Regions from separate parts of the Mus musculus genome. Here all the other regions are linked to region 4. The links are chromatin contacts, called in public HiChIP or PLAC-seq maps. All regions are on one chromosome and are shown on one strand. Each heading gives the region's core, a stretch centred on a gene start, on an enhancer-like site or on the middle of the called end of the contact. The rest is flanking DNA. Distances are from core to core; before and after follow the strand shown. Region 1 has its middle 140 kb from the start of Mir7094-1. Region 2 has its middle 280 kb from the start of Mir7094-1. Region 3 has its middle 220 kb from the start of Gm40899. Region 4 has its middle 95 kb from the start of Mir7094-2. Region 5 has its middle 170 kb from the start of Gm40899. Region 6 has its middle 240 kb from the start of Gm40899. Region 7 has its middle 150 kb from the start of Gm40899.

Region 1 (3,766 bases), core at 480-2,979, 280 kb after region 4:
AGCGTTTGGGCATCTGCAATAGTGTCTGGGTTTGGTGGTTGCTTATGCAATTGGATCACCATGTGGGGGTAGTTTCTGGAGGGTAATTCCTTCAATCTCTACTCTGAACTTTGTCTCTGTAACTCCTTCCATGGGTATTTTGTTTTCCCTTCAAAGAAGCATCAATGTGTCCACACTTTGGTCTTCCTTCTTCTTGAGTTTCGTGTGTTTTGAAAATTGTATCTTGGGTATTGTGAGCTTCTGGGCTGATATCCACTTATCAGTGAGTTCATATCATGTGAGTTATTTTGTGATTGGGTTACCCCACCTAGAATGATATCCTCCAGATCCATCCATTTGTCTAAGAATTTCATGAATTTGTTGTTTTTTAATAGCTTAGTAGTACTCCACTGTGTAAATTACCACATTTTCTGTATCCATTCCTCTGTTGAGCGACATCTGGGTTCTTTCTAACTTCTGGCTATTATAAATAAAGCAGCTATGAACATAGTGGAACATTTGTCCTTATTACAATTTGGAGCATCTTCTGAGTATGTTCCCAGGAGTGGTATTGCTGGATCTTCCATTAGAACTATTTCAAATTCTCTGAGGAACCACCAAACTGATTTCCAGTGTGGTTGTGCCAACTTGCAGTCCCACCAGCAATGGAGGAGTATTCCTCTTTCTCCACATCCTTGCTAGCATCTGCTGTCACCTGAATTTTTGATCCTAGCGATTCTGTCTGGTGTGAGGTGGAATCTCAGGGTTATTCTGATTTGCATTTCACTGATGATTAAGGATGTTGAACATTTTTTCAAGTGCTTCTCAGCCCTTTGTTATTCTTCAGTTGAGAATTCTTTGTTTAGCTCTGTGCCCCATTTTTAATGGGGTTATTTGAATTTCTGGAGTCCTGCTTCTTGAGCTCTTTGTATATACTGGATAGTAGTCCCCTATCAGATTTAGGATTGGTAAAAGTTCTTTCCCAATCTGTTGGTGGCCTTTTTGTCTTATGGACAGTTTCTTTTCCCCTACAGAAGTCTTCCTTGCATCTTTTCTGTGCACTGTCTTCTCACAGATTTCCATCCCAGAGCTTACTATACAGGAACAGGTAATGAAAATAGAGGCTTCTGCTCCTCATCAAACCCAGCCCTGGGCTTAGACTCACCTGTGGCAGAGGGGCTGAGCCCTGGATTTTGGCCAGGTCTTCCCTCTAAGTGAGTAGCACTGAAAATAAACTACTCACCATGGATTGGGGCTTAGATTGGGTTTCCTTGTTACTCTTTTAAAAGGAAATGCACAGAGTAGAAACTCTGTTTAAGAGGATATGCATAAGAGAGACTGTAGATATATGGAGTGGTTTTCTGACTATTATTATCTTGGTTTTTCAGGCTTAGAGGATGAGGTTTAGCTTCTAGAATCTGGAGGCTCTTTGATATAGCCTGGAGGATTCTTTAAACTCTCTTCTAAAGCTGCTGGATTCACCTTCAATGATTACTGGATGCACTGGTTTTGATAAGGCTCAGGGAATCGGCTAGAGTGGTTAGCAGATATAAAATATGTGAAAAGTGTAAAAAACCATGCAGAGTCTGTGAAGGGAAGATTTGCCACTACAGAGACAATTCTAAAAACTTATTTTATCTACAAATGAACAGTCTGAGAAATGAGGACATTGCCCCTTATTACTCTATGACAGAGTGAGGAACATGAACTGTGAACTCAGACACAAAACTGCACATGGCCAGCAGAGGTCACTGGCACACAAGGATCTCCAGATCAACAGAATTGGAGTAGAATTGTGAATGGCAAAAATGCTCTGAATGGTTTCAAATAAATATATCTTTAATTCTGGGGGACATATTTAAATATAGGATACCATCTGTTCAGAACAAAATGTAGAGCAATAGCAGGGCAGAAGTGACTCATCTGTGGCCACCAGGACCTCATCCTGAGGAAGAATGAAACTGAGAAATAGTATTAAAGCAAATAGAGTTGGGGTGAAGGTTTATTATATTTCTCTGGTTATTGAAACCCCTGCCATGGATTCCAGAAACACTTGGAAGTATCCAAGACTAGGTATATTATGAGAATATCAGTAAAGGGGTGAAAAATACATTCCAGGGTACAATATGCTAACATTATTTGTTTGTAAATAGTATTACTGAATATAGTATAACTCATGTTAAATTCCACTATCAGCTCATTTCCTTTCTGACAGAGATATGTCAGCTGTGCAAGAGGGAGATACTCCCATGTATGACTTAAAGCTGCAGCACATCCTATAGTGATAGGGAGTTGTCTTTGTCAAGGATGTACATTCTTCTTTGCAATGACTAATGAGCAGTTCTTACAATGGGTTTAAATAGGAGAGATTTGTTCTCACAAACTGGTGCTGCATGAAACAGCACAACTTCTCAGGCTTCAGGGAATTTATCTTTCACTCTTGATTCATGGCATTCCTTTAGTTATGTGATTAAACAGGTGTTCACATTGCACAGTTCTAGCATAACCAAGGAGTAAATGAAGGAATAATAAAGTAGAAAAAAAATTAGAAAACATGAGTATCAAGTGTTGTTAAAAAAGTGTGTGAAAGCTGATGGTTAAAATGTTGCCTTTGTAGCTGAAATTTAGGAAACAACAACAAATACCAGGAATGTCCCTTTGGACATAGATAAAAAAGCTGTCACTTTCCTCACAGTTTCATTAGTACCTTTGATTGCCTTTATTTTCTATGAAGTATCATGCACACATTAATAAAAAAGATCATGAAGGAGTTCTTCAGAATAAAACTAATTTGTGGTGTTAATTACACACCAGTAGTTAGGCTTATTGTTTCCTGCACTATTCATTATGGACAAGGATAAGAACTCTCTCCCTTCCGCTCGACTCGTGACTCGAGCCCCGGGCTACCTTGCCAGCAGAGTCTTGCCCAACACCCGCAAGGGTCCACACAGGACTCCCCACGGGACCCTAAGACCTCTGGTGAGTGGATCACAGTGCCTGCCCCAATCCAATCGCGCGGAACTTGAGACTGCGGTACATAGGGAAGCAGGCTACCCGGGCCTGATCTGGGGCACAAGTCCCTTCCGCTCTACTCGTGACTCGAGCCCCGGGCTACCTTGCCAGCAGAGTCTTGCCCAACACCCGCAAGGGTCCACACAGGACTCCCCACGGGACCCTAAGACCTCTGGTGAGTGGACCACAGTGCCTGCCCCAATCCAATCGCGCGGAACTCGAGACTGCGGTACATAGGGAAGCAGGCTACCCGGGCCTGATCTGGGGCACAAGTCCCTTCTGCTCGACTCGTGACTCGAGCCCCGGGCTACCTTGCCAGCAGAGTCTTGCCCAACACCCGCAAGGGTCCACACGGGACTCCCCACGGGACCCTAAGACCTCTGGTGAGTGGATCACAGTGCCTGCCCCAATCCAATCTCGCGGAACTTGAGACTGCGGTACATAGGGAAGCAGGCTACCCGGGCCTGATCTGGGGCACAAGTCCCTTCCGCTCGACTAGTGATTCGAGCCCCGGGCTACCTTGCCAGCAGAGTCTTGCCCAACACCCGCAAGGGTCCACACAGGACTCCCCACGGGACCCTAAGACCTCTGGTGAGTGGATCACAGTGCCTGCCCCAATCCAATCGCGCGGAACTCGAGACTGCGGTACATAGGGAAGCAGGCTACCCGGGCCTGATCTGGGGCACAAGTCCCTTCCGCTCGACTCGAGACTCGAGCCCCGGGCTACCTTGACAGCAGAGTCTTGCCCAACACCCGCAAGGGCCCACACGGGACT
Region 2 (3,655 bases), core at 650-3,149, 420 kb after region 4:
TCCCTTTAGTTCCTTGGGTGCTTTCTCTAGTTCCTCCATTGGGGGCCCTGTGGTCCCTTCAATAGCTGACTGTGAGCATCCACTTCTATGTTTGCTAGGCCCTGGCATAGTCTCACAAGAGACAGCTATATCTGGGTCCTTTCAGCAAAATCTTGCTAGTGTATGCAATGGTGTCAGCGTTTGGAGGCTGATTAAGGGATGGATCCCTGGATATGGCAGTCTCTAGATGGTCCATCCTTTTGTCTCAGCTCCAAACTTTCTCTCTGAAACTCCTTCCATGGGTGTTTTGTTCCCAATTCTAAGAAGGGGCAAAGTATCCACACTTTGGTCTTCGTTCTTCTTGAGTTTTATGTGTTTCGCAAATTGTATCTTATATCTTGGGTATTCTAAGTTTCTGGGCTAATATCCTTTTATCAGTGAGAATATATCATTTGAGTTCTATTGTGATTGGGTTACCTCACTCAGGATGATGCCCTCCAGGTCCATCCATTTGCCAAGAATTTCATATATTCACTCTTTTTAATAGCTGAGTAGTACTCAATTGTGTAAATATGCCACAATTTTTGTATCCATTCCTCTGTTGAGGGGCATCTTGGTTTTTCCAGCTTCTGGCTATTATAAATAAGGCTGCTATGAACATAGTGGAGCATGTATCTTTCTTACCAGTTGAAACATCTTCTGGATATATACCTGGGAGAGGTATTGCGGGATCTTCCAGTAGTACTATGTCCAATTTTCTGAGGAATCACCAGACTGATTTCCAGAGTGGTTTACAAGCTTGCAATCCCACAAAGAATGGAGGCGTGTTCCTCTTTCTCCACATCTTGCTTTCAGTTATTTTGTTGTCTCTAGACCAGGTTTTTGCAGTTCTGTTTCATTTGGATACATAATTTCCTTTGGGTCAATGTCTTCAGCTTCAAAGTGGTCCTGAGATAGCTGAATAGGCACAGATATAGAGTTAGGAAATCAAATTCAGATTTTATTTATCACAATTCAGCTACTGAATTTACTCGGCACATAGATTTTTCAATGATTGATAGAAGTAGTCAGTATTTATTACATTCTAATGTGTGGAAAGGAAAAAAATTCTCGGGGACAAACAGTAAAGACCCCATGACTATGCCAATGGCAAATGCTTGTCCAGACTGAAAAACCTAACAGGTATTTTTTTACACAGCTGACAAGCTGCATATTACTGTGTTTTTCTATACTTTATACAGAAGTCAACCTCCAACATACAGTGTCCTAAGAATTCTTCCTAGTTTTCTTTTGCCAAGGTCTAATTAGTTGGCCAAGGCTGGTATTGAACTTACCATCCTCTTCCTAATTTCCATGACCAAAATATTGTTAGGATTCATGCTATTACAAACCAGCAAAAATACGAGCAGTGGATTAAGCAGGTACAAGGCAGGGTCCTAAAATGAATACCTTTACAGCTTCTTTAAAATCAGACTTTTCCAGTAGAATTTGCATGGAAAGTTTTCCCACTTGGAACAGCTAATAGCTACATCACGTTTTTGAAATCTCCCATTTTGTATCTTTTTTATTTAAAGGCTACGAGCACGAGCACTTTTCTTATGGAACCCAGGGAAAACCCAGGTATCAGTGCTTGTCGCTGATCATCTTCAGCTCCTCCTCTTCTAGCTGTTTCTTGGTTTCTGAGTCCAGTCATGTGCAGCAGGCTCTTGGATAACTTAGTCTTGCACTGTGATGTCATGTTGGACACACTTTTCCAGACTACAACTTCGGACTCCACAGGAAGCAGTGTGGTCTGCATTATCCTCTGATGCTCTTGAGTAGGCTGTCCAGACTTTAGAGTAGCAGGGCATGTTAAGGGAAGCCCAACTGTCCACACAGCTGATCCACAAGTTCTTGCAACAGTGCTGATTCTACTCCCAGAGAAATGAAGAAGAGAAAGTCTGAAGTCCTTATGAGCCAGCAGGCAGGAAGGGACAGGAGGAGAGCAGCACCCTGGCATGCAGCCAAGGGAGGGGCTGCAGCAGTTCCTGCTTGAAGAGAAAAGCTGGCCTGGTTAGGGGCAGAATGAAGGGGGCAGCATGAAAGTATGAAAGAAGACACCTGCAGGGCTGCAGAAACTTCTACAAGAAGGACCTTCTCGGCCACTTCCGCTGTGTCAATGCCATTGAATTCTCCAACAATGGGGGCCAGTGGCTGGTCTCAGGGGAAGATGATTTCCAATTTCTGTTATGGCACATGGAAGAAGCTATCTGCTCCAGGGTCAAACCCAGACAGCTGAAGGGGGATCACCATTCCAACATTTTCTGCCTGGCTTTAAACAGTGGAAACACTAAAGTATTCTCTGGAGGAAATGATGAGCAAGTTATCCTCAAATTTGTTGAAAGCAGTGAGACACTGCCACAGCCGCCTGACCCCTCCAGTCCCTCCCTGTGCAGGGTAAACTGGAGGAGGCTTCTTTAACCAGCCCTGGAAGATGGAGCAAGGTGTACAGGTCAGAGGACTCACCAACAACTTCCTTAAAGCAAATCCCTCACATCTGTATATTTTACAGGAGGTAGGTTCTCTGAGTTTACCATAAGACCCTTACTTCAACATGTCTCCGGGTGAGACACAGATTGACGAAAAAACAAGAGGTCTGAGCTGGAGAGATGATTCACTGGTTAAGAGCGCTGATTGCTCTCCTGAAGATCCTGAGTTCAAAAATCAGCAACCACATGGTGGCTCAACAGTCATCGTTAAAGAGATCTAACACCCTATTCTGGTGTGTCTGAAGTCAGCTACAGTGTACTTAGATATAATAATAAATAAATCTTTAGACCTGAGTGAGTAGAATTCAAATCCCAGCAACAACATGATGGCTTACGACCATCATTACAGCTACGGTGTACCCATACACATAAAATAAATAAATCCTTAAAAAAAAAAAGAGGTTTATTTTCCTATATGAGGGGTTCGACCTTCAATTAATTTCAAGAAGAGTTACTAGAAGGTGACACCAAATGGCTGTTACAAGCAGTTTTTATACATTTTAGGGGCACAGGTTACATCAGCAAGAATACAGCTCTTATTAGCTAAGCATATTGAACTTTAAATTCATTGGCTACCAAGCATGACACACACTTCAACTCTACCTGGAACATTCCAGAGGATCAGGTGACTATCAGTCAGTACATTCTGTGGTTTTTCTGAGAATTTTTTACTCAAGAATATTCATGTGGGTAGAGAATGGAGCTTTGCCTAGCCTTGATCCTAGGCCAAAGAGGAAAGCTGTAAGGAGGGTATAGGATTGGAAAAATCCCTTAAGAACCTTCAATATCAGTAGTTATAATGCATGATAAAGCCTTAGTTTGGGAAGCTAATACTACTATCCAACTCCACTTAAAGGATGCTGGACCTAGTACTTCCTAAGAGTATTGACTAGGATGCAAAGTCCAGCTGATCCCTCTCTATAATCCACCTTCACTGCTTATAGTTGATAGTTCTGTTAACAGTAATCTACTTTAAACTTTGCTTCACGAATGAATTATTTTTAAAAAAAAGTGTGAGGGTGGGGCAAATAGAGAAGGTTCCAGAAATTAGAACAAGGAGATTAGATTTAATTCAGTAGAAAATTTCAAGCTGAAGGAGGACTGAGACAGATTAGAAAGGCAATTCTTAATTTCTGAGTTAAGGTTTT
Region 3 (4,023 bases), core at 1,001-3,500, 370 kb before region 4:
TCCACTCCTAGGCATATACACAAAAGATATTTCAACACATAACAAGGACACATGTTCTACTATGTTCATAGCAGCCTTGTTTTTAATAGCCAGAAGCTGGAAAAAATCTAGATGTTCTTCAACAGAGAAACGGATACAGAATATGTGGTACATTTACAAAATGGAGTACTGCTCAGCTATTAAAAACAATGAATTCTTGAAATTCTTAAGCAATGGATGGGACTAGACTCATCCTGAGAGAGGTAATGAAATCACAAAAGAACACATGTGGTAAGGACTCACTGGTAAGTGGATATTAGCCCCAAAGCTTGGAATACCCAGTATACAATTCACAGAACATATGAATTTCAAGAAGAACAAAGACCAAAGTGTGGATACTTCTTAGCAGGGGGAACAAAATTCTCACAGGAGAAAATATGGAGACAACAATGTGGAGCAGAGACTGAAGGAAAGGTCATCCAGAGACTGCTCCACCTGAAGATCTAGCCCATATACAGTTACCAAACCCAGACACTATTGTGGATGCTAACAAGTGCATGCTGACAAGAGCCTGATATAGTTGTCTTCTGACAGGCTCTACCAGAGCCTGACAAGTACAGAGCCAGATGCTTGCAGCCAACTATTGGACTTAGCATGGTATCCCCATGGAAGAATTTGAGAAATGACTGAAAGAGCTGAAGAATTTTGCAACCCCATAGGAAAAACAATATCAACTAACCAGAACTGCCCAGTTCTCCCAGGGACTAAACCACCAACCAAAGTGTCCACATGGAGGGACCCATGGCTCTAGCCACATATGTAGCAGAAGTTGGCCTTGTTGGGCATCAATGGGAGAAGAGGCTCTTGGTCCTCTGAAGGCTCAATGTCCCAGTGTAGGGGAATGTTAGGGTGGGGAGGCAGGAGTAGCTGTGTGAGTAGGAGAACACCCCAACAGAAGCAGGGGGAGGGGGGATGGTATAGAGATTTTTAGGGGATAAACAGGGTAACCTTTGAAATGTAAATAAAGAAAATAGCCAATAAAAAAAATCATCAGAGACAATAGGCACCGGGATTTGAAGGCCTTTAACTCAACTGATCCAACGTCACAAGAACTCACAAAGACATTTGCAAGAACAGGGCCACCATGGATCTGTTTCTGGCCCTTTTTGTATATATTATACTTTTATTTTAGTTGTTTTATGGGACTTCTGATTGTTTGAATTAGATGACCTCTGATTCATGTGCCTTTTCTTAGGACTCTTTTGCTTTTGTTGATTAACCTTTTCCAACTTCAGTTAAATGCCTTTTATATTAGCTAATTATATTTTATTTTGCTAAGTTCTATTTTTACCTCTTAGAAGCCTGTTTTTACAAGAAACAGGAAGGAAGTTTATCCAGACAGGAGAAGAGGTGACAAGGATCAGGAAGGAGTAGTGGGAGGGCAAATATATATATATATATATCTCCCATATTTATATATATGGGTTAACCTATGTCAGGGTGAGGAGTTTATTTTTAATTTGACATGTTAATTAGGATATCCAATGGGGGCATTTTATTTATTGACTGATTGACTGATTTTTAAATTCCAGATGCTGCCCTCTCCTCTGGTCTTCCATAAACAAGTCTCTCCTTCTATTCCTTTCCCTTCTCCTCTGAGAGGGTAGGTGCACCATTGGATATCCCCCAACTCTGGCCTATTAAGTCTCTGCAGGGTTAGGGGCATCATTTCCCACTGAGGCCAGACAAGTTAGTCCAGTAGGGGAGTGGATTTCAAGACAGGTAGCACCTTAGGGACAGCCCCCATTCCTGTTTTTAGGGGACTCACATGAAGATTTAGCTACCCATTTGTTATACATGCGTTGGGTGTCTTGGTCAAGCCTATGTATTGTTTTTGGTTGTTGTTGGGGTCCCTGAGAGCCCATGAAATTATGGAGTAAGTCTCATTGCAGATCTCTAAGATTCAGACATTTATCTGATTGCTCTATTTCATCTTTTCTAAGCAGAGTTTTTACTTGTTAGTATAGCCCTATTTCAGCACTATGTTCAAAATTGTTTGAGCTTCTAAGTTTCAGACAGGTCCTAATCTGCTTCAACATTTTAGTTATTGATAGCAATAGTCTCACTCCTGCGTACAATTATTGTGTAAGTGTTTTCACTCTGTCTAATAAACAATGTAGGGAGATTGATTTACCCTCTGTCACAGGTGTTCTGCCAGAGGTCTAGCCTGATGAAAACAGCAAAGCAGCTGTTACTTCCTGTTATTGCTTTTCTAGAAATGGGAACTCATAGAGCTGGATCCAAATGCGACCAAGGTAGAATCTGTCTTTGAGAGGGATATTATAACCATAGTAGCACAACTTAAAATCTCTGATGAAGACAACGTTATCCCTAGGTAAACTAGAGCCATTTATCCCTTCAGCTGAGCTCTGTAAACACTGGAGTTACAGGAATTTCTTAAGGCAGACTGTGCAACTTTGTGTGAGACATGACAAGCCTAAATGCATAGGAGTTCATGACCAGCAGGGGTCAGCATGTGGACAAGAATTCTCATAAAGAGATGAGATGGATGGGGACGGGACTCTGTATAATCTGTGGTTTCCTTTCGTAATTGTATTAACTGATCTGCCCAGCTTTGATTGACATGTGATATCTCCATGCCCAAACATGGTAAAGATTCTTTATTAAACACTTCACAGTTTTATGTTTACTTATTTTATTTGCTTTTTATAGTTTTTGAAAAAATACACAAAATGTATTCTAATATCTCATTCCCTCATCCCAAACTTATTCCAGATCCTTCCTACCTACCAACTCACTAAACTACACACATTTTATTCTTTCTGAAAAACCAAAAAATGAGAAATTAATTTAAAAGGGATTTAAAAGCAACCAAAAACTAAAGAAAATAAACTGAACACACACACACACACACACACACACTCACATACACACAAACACACACACACACACACACACACACACACACACACGGAAACCAGTAAAACCACAAATTTCTATCCATCATATATATTCCAAATGTCAGTGAGACAATCAGAATTGAAGATATTAGAAAAAATGTCTGCAAAAATACCATTGTTTTGATTTTCTTTTGTGCTACCAACTGCTAAGCAGATTTTACAAGATTAATTGTGCTTAGTGTCCCCTATGAACTCCATTGGGGAAAACTAGTTTTTCCTTTGTGTGTGAGTGTTGGATGCAGAACTTCTTGGTTAGCAGTGAGAGCCTGTGTGTCCATTTCCATCTGCAAATTTTATCTGAGTTGACTTGGATCATGCTCTGAGTCTGCAGTCACAGTCTCTGTGAATTCACATGTGCAACTGTCCAATTGTGTCTGAAGTACATTCATTCTTTGGAGTTATCCACACCCTCTGGCTCTTATAATCTAAATCTTAAAACTTTTTTATTATTAATATCTCTGTTTTGTTTTATCATGTTTATAAATTCCTCATACTTTACTGTCCCAATTCTAGTCTCTCTGATTCTACAATTCAATATACCAAACAAAATATTTAAATCTTTGAACACATATAAGTGAGAGTGAATCACTTGGTTTATAGATAGGAGTGATTTATTCAGTATATTTTTTCAGTTCCAATGAGACAGTTATAGATTACATAATTTATTTTACAACTGAGTGATATTCATTTTACTGTGTTTATGATTTTTTCAAGTTTATTTATGCTTTGTTGGAAATCTAAGATGATTCTCTCTTCTTTGTGCTGTAACTTGAGCATGAATAACATGCTGTGAATAAATATGGATGTATGACCATCTGCATAATAATATGTAGTGCCATTGGAGTACATGTTTGAGAGGGTTTTTCTGGGACAAAGCAATTTTATTTATTTATTTTTTTGGTGAACTTTCATAGGAAAGTCTTCATCCTAGGAAAGTGTGGTTTAAAAGGATATTTAGTGATGATATATGCCCTAGGGTCATGCTGTCAAACTTCCTTATAAATATTTACCTTTATATCCTGTAGACTGTCTGAGCCTTGATCACAGAGGTCCATATGTGCTG
Region 4 (3,754 bases), core at 381-2,880:
ATCTGATGTTCAAGTACCAAACTCTGACACTATTAATGATACTCTATTATGCTTGCAAACCAGAGTCTAGCCTATCTTCTGTGAAGCTCCACTTAACAGTTGTTAACTAAAACAGAGGAAGAAACTCACAGCCAAATATTGGATGGAGTTCTGGGACTCTTACGGAAAAGTTGTGGGAAGACTTAATTTCCCTGAAGGAGACATGAACTCTGTAAGCAGCCCAGTAGGGTCAACTAGCCTGGAGCCTTGGAAGTTATCAGAGACTGAGTCACCAACCAAAGAGCGTACAGGGCCTGGACCTAGCCCTTAGCACCCTGCACATATGAAACAGATGTGCAGTTCTGTATTAGGTCTTGATATGAATCCTCCAACAACTGGAGCAGGATATATCCCAAAGCTGATGCCTGTCTGTGGAATATGTTTAACTGGCTAGACTGCCTTGTCTGGCCTCTGGGGATGCATGTGGCTAATGATGCAGAGACTTGACATGCCAAGTGGGTGGGAGAATACACAGGTCTATTCCACTCTCTCAGAGGAGAAGGATGGAATACTTGTGTGACTGACTGTATGAAAGCATAGTGGGATGGGATGGGGGAGCAGTGACCAGGTTGTAAAGTGAATAAATAAATGAATTAATGAAAATTATAAATTAAAGAATTCTGATAACATCATTTTTGTATAAATCGCACATAAGCCTAAGTTCCCAGACTATATGTTTCCTGTCTCTTTTTAAGTTGTTTAAAGTATAATCTGAGGCCAAGACTTAATAAATGATTTAAGGCGAATATGTAAAATGTGTAATGCTAAGGTGTAGTGAAAGATGAGTAAGATGTTTGGGCTTTAAACCATGTGTTTGAGTGGTGTGTGTATGTTTCTGTGTGTGTCTGTGAATTTCTGTATGTGTGTATCTATGTGTTTGTATATGTATGTGTCTCCGTGTTTCTGTATTTTCAGTAATTAATCTGTAAGTGCATATCTTCTAGGAAGACCTATTATTGCTTGAGGGGTCCCTGGAGGTGTCAGAGCAACCCATGCATAGAGATGAGAATGAGAACGTGGTTCAGATTGACTTCCTCAACCTGGCTCTGACTTGGAGACATCTAAGAAAAGTAAGATTAGGTATATTTAAACACAAAAGAACTTGAAAAAGTTTCTCTAGACAATATGAATTTCCACAATCATTCCAATTCCTGCTTCATAGTGAAGCTTAAGGTGTGACTACATAGAATCTATTTTATGATTTTCTTGTAACCATGAGACTGGATTTTACAACTAAAGGGCCTAGAATCTCATGTAGTCTCTAAGCAACAGTCTTAAAGGATATTGGGTTGGGTTTGCTTCTTTACCAATGTATGGAAGAATGTTTTTAGTGTCAGCTTCTTATAAATACCTGTGCACTACTTCAACACTTAGAAAAGTACTACTCTGTACACCAAAGCACAAGAGCTTCCCAAACTGAGTTTAGAAAGCTTTATACTTCTTGACCTTGCTCATAAACATTGATCCTTAGGCCAGGATACTAAGTGTTTTGGCAGTAAGATCACAACTGTCATTTGAACTTCACAGTCATATCACTTCATCTGTCAGCCAGATGTCCTTCCTGTTCAACCCTTGAGGGGTTCCTTGTTTCCCCTCTGGTGTGCACCTGTGAAAAGGGCTTCTGAGTGGTGCTACTTTTGCTTCTAGTACCTACAGAGAGCTTCACAGCAGTTGCCAGAAATGGATTGGTAAATTTTGGAAAACTGGTGATCCTGCAGTCACACTCACACTAACCTACAAATGCCTGCAGGATACACCTGCAGAGCTCTGCTTCATACCTGGTCAGTTAAGGGGTCTGACCATAGCTTTGTTTCCCTTTTCAGTTTCCCTGTATCCTGAAGTCAAGTAACATGTCTTACGTGTAATGTTCTGTACCTCAAATGTTTTGTGGTTCAGTCATTATGAGGATGTCATTTGGAATTCAAAGCAGTTTTTTTTTCCTATTCAATAAAATGTCATAAATGATGTTTTCTTGATTTGGCCCAGACACCAACTTCTTTAGCTTAGAAGGAAGTAATACAATGACAGAAATAAACCTTTTATAGCTACTCTCTTAAGTAGAAAATGATTCGTGATTTCCAAATTGGATTGTCAAGAGGAATTTAACATCACTATGCTGATCCTGCTGTTAACCCAATGAGATAAAAGATCCACCTGACACCAGTCAGAATGGCTAAGATAAAAAATTCAGGTGACAGCAGATGGTGGCAAGGATGTGGAGAAAGAGGAACACTCCTTCATTGTTGGTGGGATTTCAAGCTTGTACAACCACTCTGGAAATCAGTCTGGCAGTTCCTCAGAAAACTGGATATAATGCTACTGAAGGATCCTGCAATACCTCTCGTGGGCATATATCCAGAAGATGTTCCAACTGGTAAGAAGGACACATGCTCCACTATGTTCATAGCAGCCTTATTTATAATAGCCAGAAGCTGGAAAGAACCCATATGTCCCTCAACAGAGGAATGGATACAGAAAATGTGGTACAATTACACAATGGACTACTACTCAGTTATTAAAAAGAATGAATTTATGAAATTCCTAGGCAAATGGATGGACCCGGAGGGTACAATCCTGAGTAAGGTAACCCAATCACAAAGGAACTCACACAATTTGTACTCAATGATAAGTGGATATTAGCCCAGAAACTTAGGATACCCAAGATATAATATACAATTTGCTAAATGCCTGAAACTCAAGAAGAACGAACACCAAAGTGTGGACACTTTGCCCCTTCTTAGAATTGGGAACAAACACCCATGGAAGGAGTTACAGAGACAAAGTTTGGAGCTGTGTCAAAAGGATGGACCATCTAGAGCCTGCCATATCCAGGGTTCCATCCAATAATCAGGTTCCAAATGCTGACACCATTGCATATACTAGCAAGATTTTGCTGAAAGCACCCAAATATTGCTGTCTCTTGTGAGACTAGGCCAGGGCCTAGCAAACACATAAGTTGATGCTCACAGTCAGCTATTGGATGGATCACAGGGCCTCCAATGGAGGAGCTAGAGAAAGTACCCAAGGAGCTAAAGGGATCTGCAACCCTATAGGTAGAACAACATTATGAACTAACCAGTACCGGAAGCTCTTGTCTCTAGCTGCATATGTATCAAAAGATGGCCTAGTCGGCCATCACTGTAAAGAGAGGCCCATTGGACTTGCAAACTTTATATGCCCCAGTACAGGGGAACGCCAGGGCCAAAAAGTAGGAGTGGGTGGGTAGGGGAGTGGGTGGGAGGGTGTGGGGGACTTTTGGTATAGCATTGGAAATGTAAATGAGGAACATACCTAATAAAAATTATAAAAAAAAAATCCAAGTTCCACTTGCTGGCCTGGATGGCTGGGAAGATGTGTGGACCTGTGACAGTGACCCACAGCAGGGGCTGCATTACATATTTCTCTATCTTTCCTGCTCTTCTGCTGAAGCTGGGCTCAGAGTGTAAATCTGTACATTTGTGTCCAGATAAATGCAGTGGTATACAATTTTCACCTACATTAATCATGAAAACTTTTGAAAAGTGTATATGGTGTCAGCATTTTTCTATCACTGTGTCAGAGCAAGAAACCTGTCCTTACATCATAATGCAATTTTAATAGGAACATTTTGTTATTTTTATGAGGTAGAACTGGGTATAATTGTTTAATTAATCTTAGTAACCACAAAAAACATGACCACCCTACCAAAAATCAATCAAAAGATTCACTGCAATCC
Region 5 (3,531 bases), core at 728-3,227, 320 kb before region 4:
CTTTCATCTTGTATATGTTTGCACTGAGTGGGAATTACTTTCTGTTAGGCAAGGGACCATGAGTAGAAGCCTCTAAGTTTGAGCTCAGCTTGAAGCTCCAGAAACACAGAGGGAGCTTTGTCTGTTCCTGAGACTAGACCCCTATCATATAGCCACAGCCCACCATAGAGAGTTGTGGATATCAGTCACATAATGGCAGTGGCCCCACGGACCTCCACATGTAGATGAGTACACATGGAGGGAATCATGGCTCTAGCTGCATATGTATCAGAGGATTACATTACCTGGTATCCATAGCAGGGAAGGCTCATTGTTCTGTGAATGCTCGATGATCCAGCATAGGAGAAATCTAGAAGGATGTGGCAGGAGTGGATATATGGTTTGGGGGAGCAACCTATAGAAGCAGGGGCAGGTGTGATGTGATAGGGGATTAGTTGAGGGGAACCAGGGAAATGAGATAACATTTGATATATAAATAAATGTAATAACCAATAAAAGACGTCGTCAGGATGTTGTGAGAAAGCCATATTTGAAGGTCCCAAAGAAAACCAGAGGGTCAGAGTGGAGGTAGGAATGATCATAGTGTGTTATTCAAATCATGCAACCACACATAAATGAAAACATAAAGCGTTTGTTTCTATGGACCTGGTTGACATCATAGAGCAAATATTCCATGTTCTTACTCATTAGTATGCAAATAATATTTTCTCATATATACTGAGGAATATTTCATTGTCTATAACCCAAACATTGTCAGTATCTATTTGTCCTTTTTATAAATGTAAATTGATTCCATTTCCTAGTTTCTGTGATTGGAGAAGCAATAAACATGGATGTGTAACTGTCTATGTAATAATATAGAGTTATTTGTGTACATGCTTGGGAAGGAAGGAGCCGGGACACAGCACAGTTTTTTTACTCTTTTTGGTGACAATTTCAAACAGAATTCTAAAGTCAGTATACCACACTAGTGCACTCATATTAATAATGAGTAAAGATTCAACATTTTCCACATCCATGTCATCAGTTTTCCCATTTGTCTTCTTCCTTATTAACATCTGAATGTGTTCTAATTAAGACATTAAATCTTTTTAATGGCTATTCCCAACATTATCATTATCTTCTTCATCATCATCTTCAAAATTATCATCACCAACATCTTGATCTTCAAAAAGCATTATCTGTAAATCAACATGTTAACATATCCCAGAGTGGAGCAACAGACATAGGCCAAGTATAGATTGAAACATTCATCCCTTTAGTTGCAGCCATACCAGCAGTGAAGGGCTAACAGAAAGTGTATGGGGTGCATTTCCTCAGGGAGTTATTGGATTTGGACTAGAACATCCTGCTAGTTTACCCATGAGCCTTTTCAGTCCTTCCTCTCCAATTCTTCACCAGTTGGACTAAGTTCTTATGTAAGAAGTGGCCTGCTCATGAATATGTAAATTACCTGAGTTCATGGTGGTTAAAAACAGGAATGTCCACACCCTGAAAACCACATATGACCAACGTCTTCTCCACAGTCCCTGAACACACGGTCTCTAAACATGGAATGGAGCTGGAACTTTCTCTTCCTCCTGTCAGGAACTACAGGTAAGGGGATCACCAGTTCCAAATCTGAAGAAAAGAAATGGCCTGGGATGTCACTTACATAAATTCTTCCTTTCTCCACATAGGTGTCCACTCTGAGGTCCACCTGAAGCAGTCTGGACCTAAGGTCAGTGAAGATATCCTGCAAGGCTTCTGGTTACTCATTCACTGGCTACTACATGCACTGGGTGAAGTCCTGTAAAAAGCCTTCAAAGGATTGGATATATTATTCCTTACAGTGGTGGTACTGGGTACAATGAAAAGTTCAAGGGCAAGGCCACATTGTCTGCAGACAAATTCTTCAGCACAACCTATATGTACTTCAGCAGCCTGACATCTGAGGACTCTGTGGACTCTTACTGTGCAAGATACAGTGCTGTAACCACATCCGGAGTGTGTCAGTAATACTGGAGGAGGAGCAAACTGCCCAGGGAATGAGAAGACTTAGAGAATATTCGCTTGAAGACTTGATCAGAAGCCGTCATTTGGGCAGTCCATTTTTTGTGTCTCTTTCTTAAAGAACTACTGTGGGTTTTCAACTTTGCAGAAATACATCCATGAATTATATGCTGTTGATTTAGGATGTTCCTAGAGTACTCAATGCCTTCTCAATATCGATAACAGTGACATTTTTCTTCTTTCATAAAACAACAAAAAAGGGAAACTGTGATTATGGATGATAAAAATATGTCTGGGTTGAGTGAAAGTAGAATTTGGAATAGCTTGAAAAAAAGTATATGAATTTGATCTGTAGAATTCCAACTTCTGAGCAAAGAAAATCCCTTTCAAAGTCTTAAATATTTTTTGGTGCTTCTCTGGTACATTTATTAAAGCCATATTATAAATTGTAGAAAAATAAGTGTACAGAGATTTTCTAACACAGATTTCTAAAATTTAGCCAACATATTCATCTTGAGTGTACTCATTGAACAGCTACTGATGGAAATGGGCAGGTGCAGGACTGGTGCCTTGCAAAGCTTTACTTCCTTTTCATCACTGCTGATTTTATAAATGAAGAGGATCATTAACGCCACTCCTACCCAAATTTGCTTGTAAACCTTGATATAGTAGGGGTTCATGGGTACCCAGACTTTTTTTTTCTATTTCTTTTTATTAGGTATTTTCCTCGTTTACATTTCCAATGCTATCCCAAAAGTCCCCCATACCCACCCCCCAACCCCCTACCCACCCACTCCCCCTTTTTGGCCCTGGCGTTCCCCTGTACTGGGGCATATAAAGTTTGCAAGTCCAAAGGGCTTCTCTTTGCAGTGATGGCCGACTAGGCCATCTTTTGATACATATGCAGCTAGAGACAAGAGCTCCGGGGTACTGGTTAGTTCATATTTTTGTTCCACATATAGAGTTTCAGTTCCCTTTAGCTCCTTGGGTACTTTCTCTAGCTCCTCCATTGGGGGCCATGTGACCCATCCAATAGCTGACTGTGAGCATCCACTTCTGTATTTGCTAGGCCCCGGCATAGTCTCACAAGAGACAGCTATATCTGGGTCCATTCAGCAAAATCTTGCTAGTGTATGCAGTGGTGTCAGCGTTTGGAGGCTGATTATGGGATGGATCCCTGGATATGGCAATCACTAGATGGTCCATCCTTTCGTCACAGCTCCAAATTTTGTCTCTGTAACTCCTTCCATGGGTGTTTTTTCCCCATTTCTAGGAAGGGGCAAAGTGTCCACATTTTGGTCTTCGTTCTTCTTGAGTTTCATGCATTTAGCAAATTGTATCTTATATCTTGTGTATCCTAAGTTTCTGGGCTAATATCCACTTATCAGTGAGTACATACTGTGAGAGTTCCTTTGTGATTGGGTTACCTCACTCAGGATGATGCCCTCCAGGTCCATCCATTTGCCTAGGAATTTCATAAATTCATTCTTTTCAATAGCTGAGTACTACTCCATTGTGTAAATGTACCACATTTTCTAT
Region 6 (3,499 bases), core at 136-2,635, 390 kb before region 4:
TTACAGAAACAAAGGAGAATACATTATGCATTAAACATCTCTGAAATATTGATGAAAATCCCCCAGGCCCAGTGCGTGACTTCCAGCATCTTCTGCCCATTGTACCATTCTCTAAGATGTTTAGCATCTGACAGATGTGAACTAACAAACAATATTTCTCTGCTTTTAATATTTTCACAAATAGTGGTCACTATATAGATGAAGGTACCGACTATTGAGTAAACAGAAATCAGAAAAATGTGAGGCAGGAAATTGACAGCTAACTGTAGTCAATGAAACATCACTCTCTTCTGTATCATTATAACATTCACAGAAGCCAGCATGCAGGTCATGCATATTCTTAAACTCTACAAGGAGTTTATAGAATCCGTATTTATTTTTTGTTTGTGTGTGTGTGAATGAAAATATGTCCTTACAAGATTCACATCTCACATTATACGTAGCAGTTTCTGGCCTCATACACACAGAAAAACAAAGGAAGGAGAAACATCAATGCTTTGAGTTCTTCACGTGTTCTACCTGCAAAAACAAAAGGTAATGCTCCCAGGTTGAGTGAACAGAGCCAAGACTCTTCACGTTAGACCAAGGGGTTTTCTCAATCTTTCTCTTCAATACAGCATTCATTAGAAGTGCTTTATTCTGAGGACTCTGGACTTCAGTTAGTTACTCTTTAAGGGTATCAGAGGTGATCTCCCTTGAGGGCTCCTGTGATTCCTATAACAAATTGGTTCCTCTGAGTTCTAAAACTTAAGGAGAGCATCAGGGTGAACACCTGATGAGGGGATGCAAATCTTTCCTGTCTCCAAAGAAACTTGAATTGAAAATCCAAAGCTGAGACTTTGAATTCATTAGTGTGCAACTATGAACAGCCTTACTTCCTCATTCCTGCTGATGATTGTCCCTACATGTGAGTGCCAAGGCTCCCTAAGGGATAAACTTTTCTATCCTCACCCTATTTCAACCTTGATCTGCTTTAATTTTCTTCACAGAGGTTCTGTCTTAGGTTACTTTGAAAGTGTCTGGCCCTGGCGTATTGCATCCCTCCCAGGCTCACAGTCTGACTTGCTCATTGTGTTTTCACTGAGCACTTCTGGTAGGACCATGATTCATCAGCCTTCAGGGAAAGGTTTGACAACAATTTGTTGGAATTATGATAAGTGCTACAACACATCTATTAAGAGTCAGCTCACAGTCTCCAAGGACACCTCAAACAACCAAGCATTACTCCAGATCATCAATGTGGACACTGCAAATACTGACACATACTACGGTGCCTCAGTTTTCAGCTGTAAAGTATTTTATGATGGTTTTCAGCTCTGTTCCATCCTATTATATTATAAGAGGGTATGGCCACTCCTTTCCTCCTGGCCTCTGTGGTTTCCTGTTTGTTCTTAGGTTAAGGGCTTCCTATTCCTGATAGTCAACCTAGGTTCCTTTTAAGATGTTCACAATTGAGTCTGCCTGTGTTTTGTTTTTATAAAGATGAAGAATGTTTGAGGAATAGGAGGCCTCTGTGATGTGGAGAGGCCTTTCAAGGGGCTGCAAACCATGCTGCCTGGATGGACTTGTGTTGAACCTGTATCCCTTGGGTTAGAATAACTACATTAAAATTTTCCTCCCACTGGGCTGCCAGAAAAAAAAAAAGAATGTTTTGTGCCTACACTAGGTGGATCAGAGTTATGGTTCCACTCATGTTTAGGCCACAATTCCCTCAGCAGAAAATTCAAAATCATTATAATATTCACCATCAGTATGCAGCTGTGTATGTGAAATGTGGGAATTACTGAATGTACCCTCTCAAATTGATTCATTGGCTCAGAGTTTCTCAGGGATACTCTGAAAAATTTCAGGCTATTCCCATGGCTATTTGCTGCTCTTCACAAACCGATTGTAATAACATATTGTTAAAGAGAATACTTACATATTTCAGTGAACTTAGGGAATTAGAGCCTTTCCCAAAGTACAAACATAAGCACTCCTTACTGGTGTTCATGGAACTCTATGTATTTTGTATGGTATCAGGGGTGAAAAGTATTAATCACCCAGCTATAAAGCTGGTTACCTAAATTTTTATCTTCCTATGGGTCATGTTTGTGTAATAGTGGCACAGATGTTATGGTATTAATCATTGATTCTTTGATGAAATTTAAGGCTTTTGAGATGGAAATCATGCTGACAGTGCTAAATTCTCAAAGAACCTGAAATTGGATAGAATATAGTCCTAGTGGAAAACCAAAGTCTATTGTTTTAAAAAAGCCTGATAGTAATAAGATGATTTTAATTACATACCCATAAATACACTTAAATCAGGATGTCAATCAACCATCATTGGAGATGTTTCTTGTAGCATATGGACAGCAACATAGAACCAATAATAAACAATTACTAGAGTCTGAGACATATTGGACCAATGTGGTTGTACTCATCAAGCCTTCCTCTACGAAGTGAGGGATCCTTTCAAAGGAGAAGGTGGAAATATTGTAAGAGCCAGAGTTGGTGGATGATGCCCAAGAAACATCCTCATTCAGGCACAGTAGTTCAGATGCATATATGAACTCACATATAATATTAGAACAAGCACAGGGCTTAGATATGTTCAAGCCAGTCTGGCCCTCCTCAGAGAGGGGGAAGTGGACATGTGCTTCCACCTCTAGCTAAGAATATATCTTCAAATGTTACTCATGTTCATAGAAAAATTAGTCTTCTTCAGTTGAGTCTCACTGGCTATTTTAAACATACCTGAAGGTAGCTCCAGGATCTGGACAAAGAAAACAAAAACAATGGTATATTTATAGAGTGTTTGTGTCAAATACCTTTGTTTGCATACTTTTTGTCTTATTAGTCTTTTTATGTATATTTGGTTTCAGATTTTGTGGTATTTTGAGTTGGTGTAGTTGGTGTATGTGTGTGTGTGTGTGTGAAGAGAGAGAGGGGGCAGATACAAACAAAGAGAGAGAGAGAGAGATGAAGGGACAGAAATTAATTCTTGCTTTTATGTTTTTATTTTGTTAAAGAGTGAGAGAAAGGATTTGAATTTCAGTTGATAACAAACGAATGAAGATCTAGTGGATAAGAAAAGTGTAATCAAAATTTATTGAATATAACATAGTTTTTAGTACACAAATGTAGTTTAAGTGAAACAAACTGGGATAAAAGGCTGCAAAACTTGTGTACCTCTTTCTATTCAATAAACTAGAACATCATGGAAAGACAAAACATGTTTGTTTGATTCTGGCATGCTCATGCACAAACTGATCGGAGAGTTTACAGCAGTTTCCAGTCAGTTGCCTCTTACCCAGTTGATTCATCCTATGTAATTTCTGTATTTCTGTATGGACAATAAAAGTAAGAATCTATGGAGAACATTAAATATTTCACTGCTGAGATATTTTCTCAGATCATGTACAGAGTCTTCCTAAGAAAATGCTCCCTTACAGACATTATCAAGTCTAGACACAGACAGACAGGACTATGTTATAAAAAAAAAAGGAAGAAGAAG
Region 7 (3,867 bases), core at 1,008-3,507, 300 kb before region 4:
TGTGGCTGTGTGTGTAGAGGAACATCCTATTAGAGGCAGGAAGTTGTGGTGATGGGATGTGGCTTCCAGAAAGGAAACCTAGGAAGGGGATACTATTTGAAATATAAATAAATAAAATAACCAAGTAAAGGAAAATAAAGTCCAAAGTTCAAAGTCTCTTCTGAAATTCATTCAGGCATTGATGACCCATTCACACACAGGCAAGCATACACACAAAAACACATACACACACATGTGCATACATATACATGGACTTATAATATCTAGACTAGCATCTTGTATATGTTTGGACTGAGTGGGAATTACTTTCTGTTGGGCAGTGGATCACGAGAAGAAGCCTCTAAGTTTGAACTCAGTTTGAAGCTGCAGGGTCACAGAAGGGAGAGTAGGAGCTTTGATCTGTTCCTGACACCAGACCCCTGTCATGTAGCCATAGCCCACCTTAGAGAGTTGTGGATATCAGTCACATAAGGTTAGTGGCCCCAAGCACCTCAGCATGTAGATGAATACACGTGGAGGGACTCATAGCTCCACCTGCATATGTATTAGATGATTAGCTTACCTGTCAACAATGGCAGGGGAGGCTCATTATCCTGTGAATGGTTGATGACCCAGCATAACAGAATTCTAGAGGGATGAGGCAAGTGTGGATATATGGTTTAGGGGTGCAACCTACAGAAGCAGGGGCAGGTGTGATGGGATAGGAGATTTGTGCAGGGGAACCAGAGAAAGGATATAACATTTGATATATAAATGAATATAATAACCAATAAAAAAGACTTGGTCAGTATATTGTAAGAGAGACATATTTGAAGGTCCCAAGGAAAACCAGAGACATAGTAGAGGTAGGAATGATCATAGTATATTATTCAAATCATGGAACCACACATGAATGAAAACATGAAGCATTTGTTTCTATGAACCTGGCTGTCATCATAGAGCAAATATTCCATGTTCTTACACATAAGTATAACATAAGAGTTCATGGTTTTAAACTGAGAAATATTTCATTGTCTATAACCCAGACATTGTCAGTATTTATTTGTCCTTTTTTTTGAAATTAAACGGATTCCATTTCCTAGATTCTGTGAATTGAGAAGCAATAAACATGGATGTGCAACTGTTTTTGTAATAATATAGAGTTATTTGAGTACATACTTGGGAGAGATTCAGCTGGGACACAGCACAGTTTTATTTCTGTTTTTTGGTGACAATTTCAAATAGAATTCCAAAGTCAGTATACTGCACTAGTGTACTCATATCAATAGTGAGTAAAGATTCAACAATTTCCATATCCATGTCATTAGTTTTCGCCTTTGTCTTCTTCCTTATCAACATCTGATGGAGTACTAATTAATACATTAAATATTTTTAAACTGCACTCATCTAATGGGTATTAACATCATTATCATCATTATTTTCTTCAGCATCATCTTCATCTTCACAAACCATTATCTCTAAATCAAAATGTGAACATATCCATAGAGTAGAGCCAAAGACTTAGGCCAATAATAGATTGAAAGATTCGTCCATGTAATTACAAAAATACCAGCAGTGCAGAACTTATAGAACATGTATGGGATATATTTCCTAAAAGAGTAATTGGATTTGCATAATCCTGCTGCTTGACCCATGTACCTTTCAGTCCTTCCTCTCCAGCTCTTCTCTAGTTGGACTAAGTTCTTAAGTAAGAAGTCCCCTCCTCATGAATATGCAAATTACCTGAGTCTATGGTGGTTAAAAACAGGGATGTCCACACCCTGAAAACAACATATGACCTGTGTCCTCTCCACAGTCCCTGAACACACTGACTCTAACCATGGAATGGAGCTAGAACTTTCTCTTCCTCCTGTCAGGAACTACAGTTAATGGGATCACCAGTTCCAAATCTAAAGAAAAGAAATGGCCTGCGATGTCACTTACATAAATTCTTCCTTTCTCCACACAGGTGTCCACTCTGAGGTCCAGCTGCAGCAGTCTGGACCTGAGCTCGTGAGCCTGGGGCTTCAGTGAAGATATCCTGCAAGGCTTCTGGTTACTCATTCACTAGCTACTAAATGCACTGGGTGAAGCAAAGCCATGGAAAGAGCCTTGAGTGGATTGGACTTATTATTCCTTACAATGGTGATACTGGCTACAACCAGAAGTTCAAGGGCAAGGCCACATTGACTGTAGACTAGTCCTTCAGCACAACCTACATGGAGCTCCGCAGCCTGAAATCTGAGGACTCTGCGGTCTATTACTCTACAAGACACAGTGTTATAACCACATCCTGTATGATACAAAAACTCTGGAGGTACAGAAAGCTGCCTTGGAACTGACAAGACTTAGAGAATAGTCACTTGTAGTTTTGCTTAGATGCAGTCATTTGAATAGTGTTTTTTTTTGTGTCTATTTCTTAAAAACCTATTGTGCTTTTTCAGCTTTCTAGAAGGACATCCATGAAGTACATGCTGTTGATTAGGCTGTCCCTAGAGTACTCCATGCCTTGTCCATATGGATAACAGTGAACACTTTCATTGACTTATTTCTTCTTTCATAAAACAACAAAAAAGGGAAACTATGATTATGCATGATAATATTATGTTAGTATTGTGTGAAAGAATAGAACTTTGGAATAGCTGGGAGTAAAACATAAGCTGAATTTAACCTGTAAAATTCCACCAAGTTCTGAGCAAAGAAAAAGCCCTTTCAAAGTCTTAAGTCTTTACTTCCTATTCACAACTCCTGATTTTATAAATGAAGTGGGTCATTTACCTTGCTCCAACACAAATTTCCTTGTAATCTTAGGTAGAGTAGAGGTTCATGTGGACCCAGACTTTTTACTAAATTTTGAATCTTCTCATCAGGACCAAGACCACAGGCAACATGAGATTTTGCAACAGAGTGGAAAAGGACAGAGTCTTAAGTTTTAAGTGATTTTTAGTTGTTTTACTAACTTGCTTCTATGGTCTGCCAGAAGTTTTAGAATATAAGAGGTATTAATATCAGGATGCAGAGCTCCATCATTTCTGCCATTGTCAAGTTGAACAGTCCTGTGATGGTGGAGTGAGAATGATTATAGGAGAGATGGAAATGAAGACTCCGAGACAATGGTTAGAAATAAGAGTGTTGTCCAGTAAATCCTACTGCAATCTGAATTTACTATTCATATATGTCATATGTCTTTTTTAGGGTTTTACTGCTGTGAACAGAGACCATGACCAAGGTAATTTTATGAAGGACACCATTTATTTGGGGCTGACTTACAATTGTAGAGGTTAAGTTGAGTATCATCAAGGCAGGAGAACATAACAGCATCCAGGCCAGCATGGTGCCAACAGAGCTGAGAGCTCTACATCTTCATCTGAAGGGTGCTAGCAGAATACTGGCTTCCAAGAAGCTGAGAGTTTTAAAGCCCACACCCAGTGTGTCAGACCTATTCCAACAGGACCTCACCTAAAATAGTGCTATTCTGGGCTGAAAATATACAAACCATCACATTGACTTCCTGGCCCCTTAGGCTTGTTCAAGCATTTGAGTATTTGGGTGGCACATGCTCCAACACATTCATAGAAGACATATTCATAATAGGTAGAAGCTGGAAACATCTCAATTGTCCCTCAACAGTGGAATGCATACAGAAAATGAGGTACATTTACAGAATTGAGAATTACTCAGCTATTAAAAACAAGGACTTCATGAAATTTTCAGGCAAATGGATGGAACCTGAAAATATCATCTTAGTGAGGTAACCCAATCACAAAAGTACACACATGGTATGTACTCACTGATAAGTGGATATTAGTTGAAAAGTTAAGAATATGTAAGATACAATTCACAGACCATATGAATGTCAAGAAGGAAGTCCAAGGTGTGGATGCTTCT

The links. HiChIP or PLAC-seq counts read pairs in DNA pulled down with a chosen protein or histone mark.
Region 1: a RAD21 HiChIP or PLAC-seq map of pro-B cells shows a contact between it and region 4, with 3 times the contacts expected there. The contact joins two enhancer-like sites. A contact is called at or near these places in 2 of 15 datasets of contacts at CTCF or cohesin (large pre-B cells and pro-B cells).
Region 2: a RAD21 HiChIP or PLAC-seq map of pro-B cells shows a contact between it and region 4, with 2.3 times the contacts expected there. The contact joins two enhancer-like sites. A contact is called at or near these places in 2 of 15 datasets of contacts at CTCF or cohesin (large pre-B cells and pro-B cells) and 2 of 115 datasets of contacts at active chromatin or transcription factors (large pre-B cells and pro-B cells).
Region 3: a RAD21 HiChIP or PLAC-seq map of pro-B cells shows a contact between it and region 4, with 5 times the contacts expected there. The contact joins two enhancer-like sites. A contact is called at or near these places in 2 of 15 datasets of contacts at CTCF or cohesin (large pre-B cells and pro-B cells), 1 of 484 Hi-C or Micro-C datasets (Th2 cells) and 1 of 115 datasets of contacts at active chromatin or transcription factors (large pre-B cells).
Region 5: a contact with region 4 is called in a RAD21 HiChIP or PLAC-seq map of pro-B cells, with 2.6 times the contacts expected there. The contact joins two enhancer-like sites. A contact is called at or near these places in 1 of 15 datasets of contacts at CTCF or cohesin (pro-B cells), 1 of 484 Hi-C or Micro-C datasets (myeloid progenitors) and 1 of 115 datasets of contacts at active chromatin or transcription factors (large pre-B cells).
Region 6: a contact with region 4 is called in a CTCF HiChIP or PLAC-seq map of pro-B cells, with 4 times the contacts expected there. The contact joins two enhancer-like sites. A contact is called at or near these places in 2 of 15 datasets of contacts at CTCF or cohesin (large pre-B cells and pro-B cells) and 1 of 115 datasets of contacts at active chromatin or transcription factors (large pre-B cells).
Region 7: a contact with region 4 is called in a RAD21 HiChIP or PLAC-seq map of pro-B cells, with 3 times the contacts expected there. The contact joins two enhancer-like sites. A contact is called at or near these places in 1 of 15 datasets of contacts at CTCF or cohesin (pro-B cells) and 1 of 115 datasets of contacts at active chromatin or transcription factors (large pre-B cells).

The regions. Positions count from the first base shown.
Region 1 is chr12:114,330,699-114,334,464 of GRCm38.p6, reverse strand. It overlaps Igh and the pseudogene Ighv8-1. Among named protein-coding and RNA genes, the nearest start is that of Mir7094-1, 140 kb to the left of the region's middle. Within about 2 kb of position 1,729, at least 4 of the 459 cell types and tissues checked have an H3K27ac peak or open chromatin away from gene starts, as enhancers often do. A contact at or near this core is called in pro-B cells, where this site is marked.
Region 2 is chr12:114,187,410-114,191,064 of GRCm38.p6, reverse strand. It overlaps Igh. Among named protein-coding and RNA genes, the nearest start is that of Mir7094-1, 280 kb to the left of the region's middle. Within about 2 kb of position 1,899, at least 4 of the 459 cell types and tissues checked have an H3K27ac peak or open chromatin away from gene starts, as enhancers often do. A contact at or near this core is called in pro-B cells, where this site is marked.
Region 3 is chr12:114,980,173-114,984,195 of GRCm38.p6, reverse strand. It overlaps Igh. Among named protein-coding and RNA genes, the nearest start is that of Gm40899, 220 kb to the right of the region's middle. Within about 2 kb of position 2,250, at least 19 of the 459 cell types and tissues checked have an H3K27ac peak or open chromatin away from gene starts, as enhancers often do. A contact at or near this core is called in pro-B cells, where this site is marked.
Region 4 is chr12:114,607,292-114,611,045 of GRCm38.p6, reverse strand. It overlaps Igh. Among named protein-coding and RNA genes, the nearest start is that of Mir7094-2, 95 kb to the right of the region's middle. Within about 2 kb of position 1,630, at least 35 of the 459 cell types and tissues checked have an H3K27ac peak or open chromatin away from gene starts, as enhancers often do. A contact at or near this core is called in pro-B cells, where this site is marked.
Region 5 is chr12:114,930,802-114,934,332 of GRCm38.p6, reverse strand. It overlaps Igh and the pseudogene Ighv1-41. Among named protein-coding and RNA genes, the nearest start is that of Gm40899, 170 kb to the right of the region's middle. Within about 2 kb of position 1,977, at least 23 of the 459 cell types and tissues checked have an H3K27ac peak or open chromatin away from gene starts, as enhancers often do. A contact at or near this core is called in pro-B cells, where this site is marked.
Region 6 is chr12:115,001,202-115,004,700 of GRCm38.p6, reverse strand. It overlaps Igh and the pseudogene Ighv8-3. Among named protein-coding and RNA genes, the nearest start is that of Gm40899, 240 kb to the right of the region's middle. Within about 2 kb of position 1,385, at least 12 of the 459 cell types and tissues checked have an H3K27ac peak or open chromatin away from gene starts, as enhancers often do. A contact at or near this core is called in pro-B cells, where this site is marked.
Region 7 is chr12:114,908,396-114,912,262 of GRCm38.p6, reverse strand. It overlaps Igh and the pseudogene Ighv1-38. Among named protein-coding and RNA genes, the nearest start is that of Gm40899, 150 kb to the right of the region's middle. Within about 2 kb of position 2,257, at least 10 of the 459 cell types and tissues checked have an H3K27ac peak or open chromatin away from gene starts, as enhancers often do.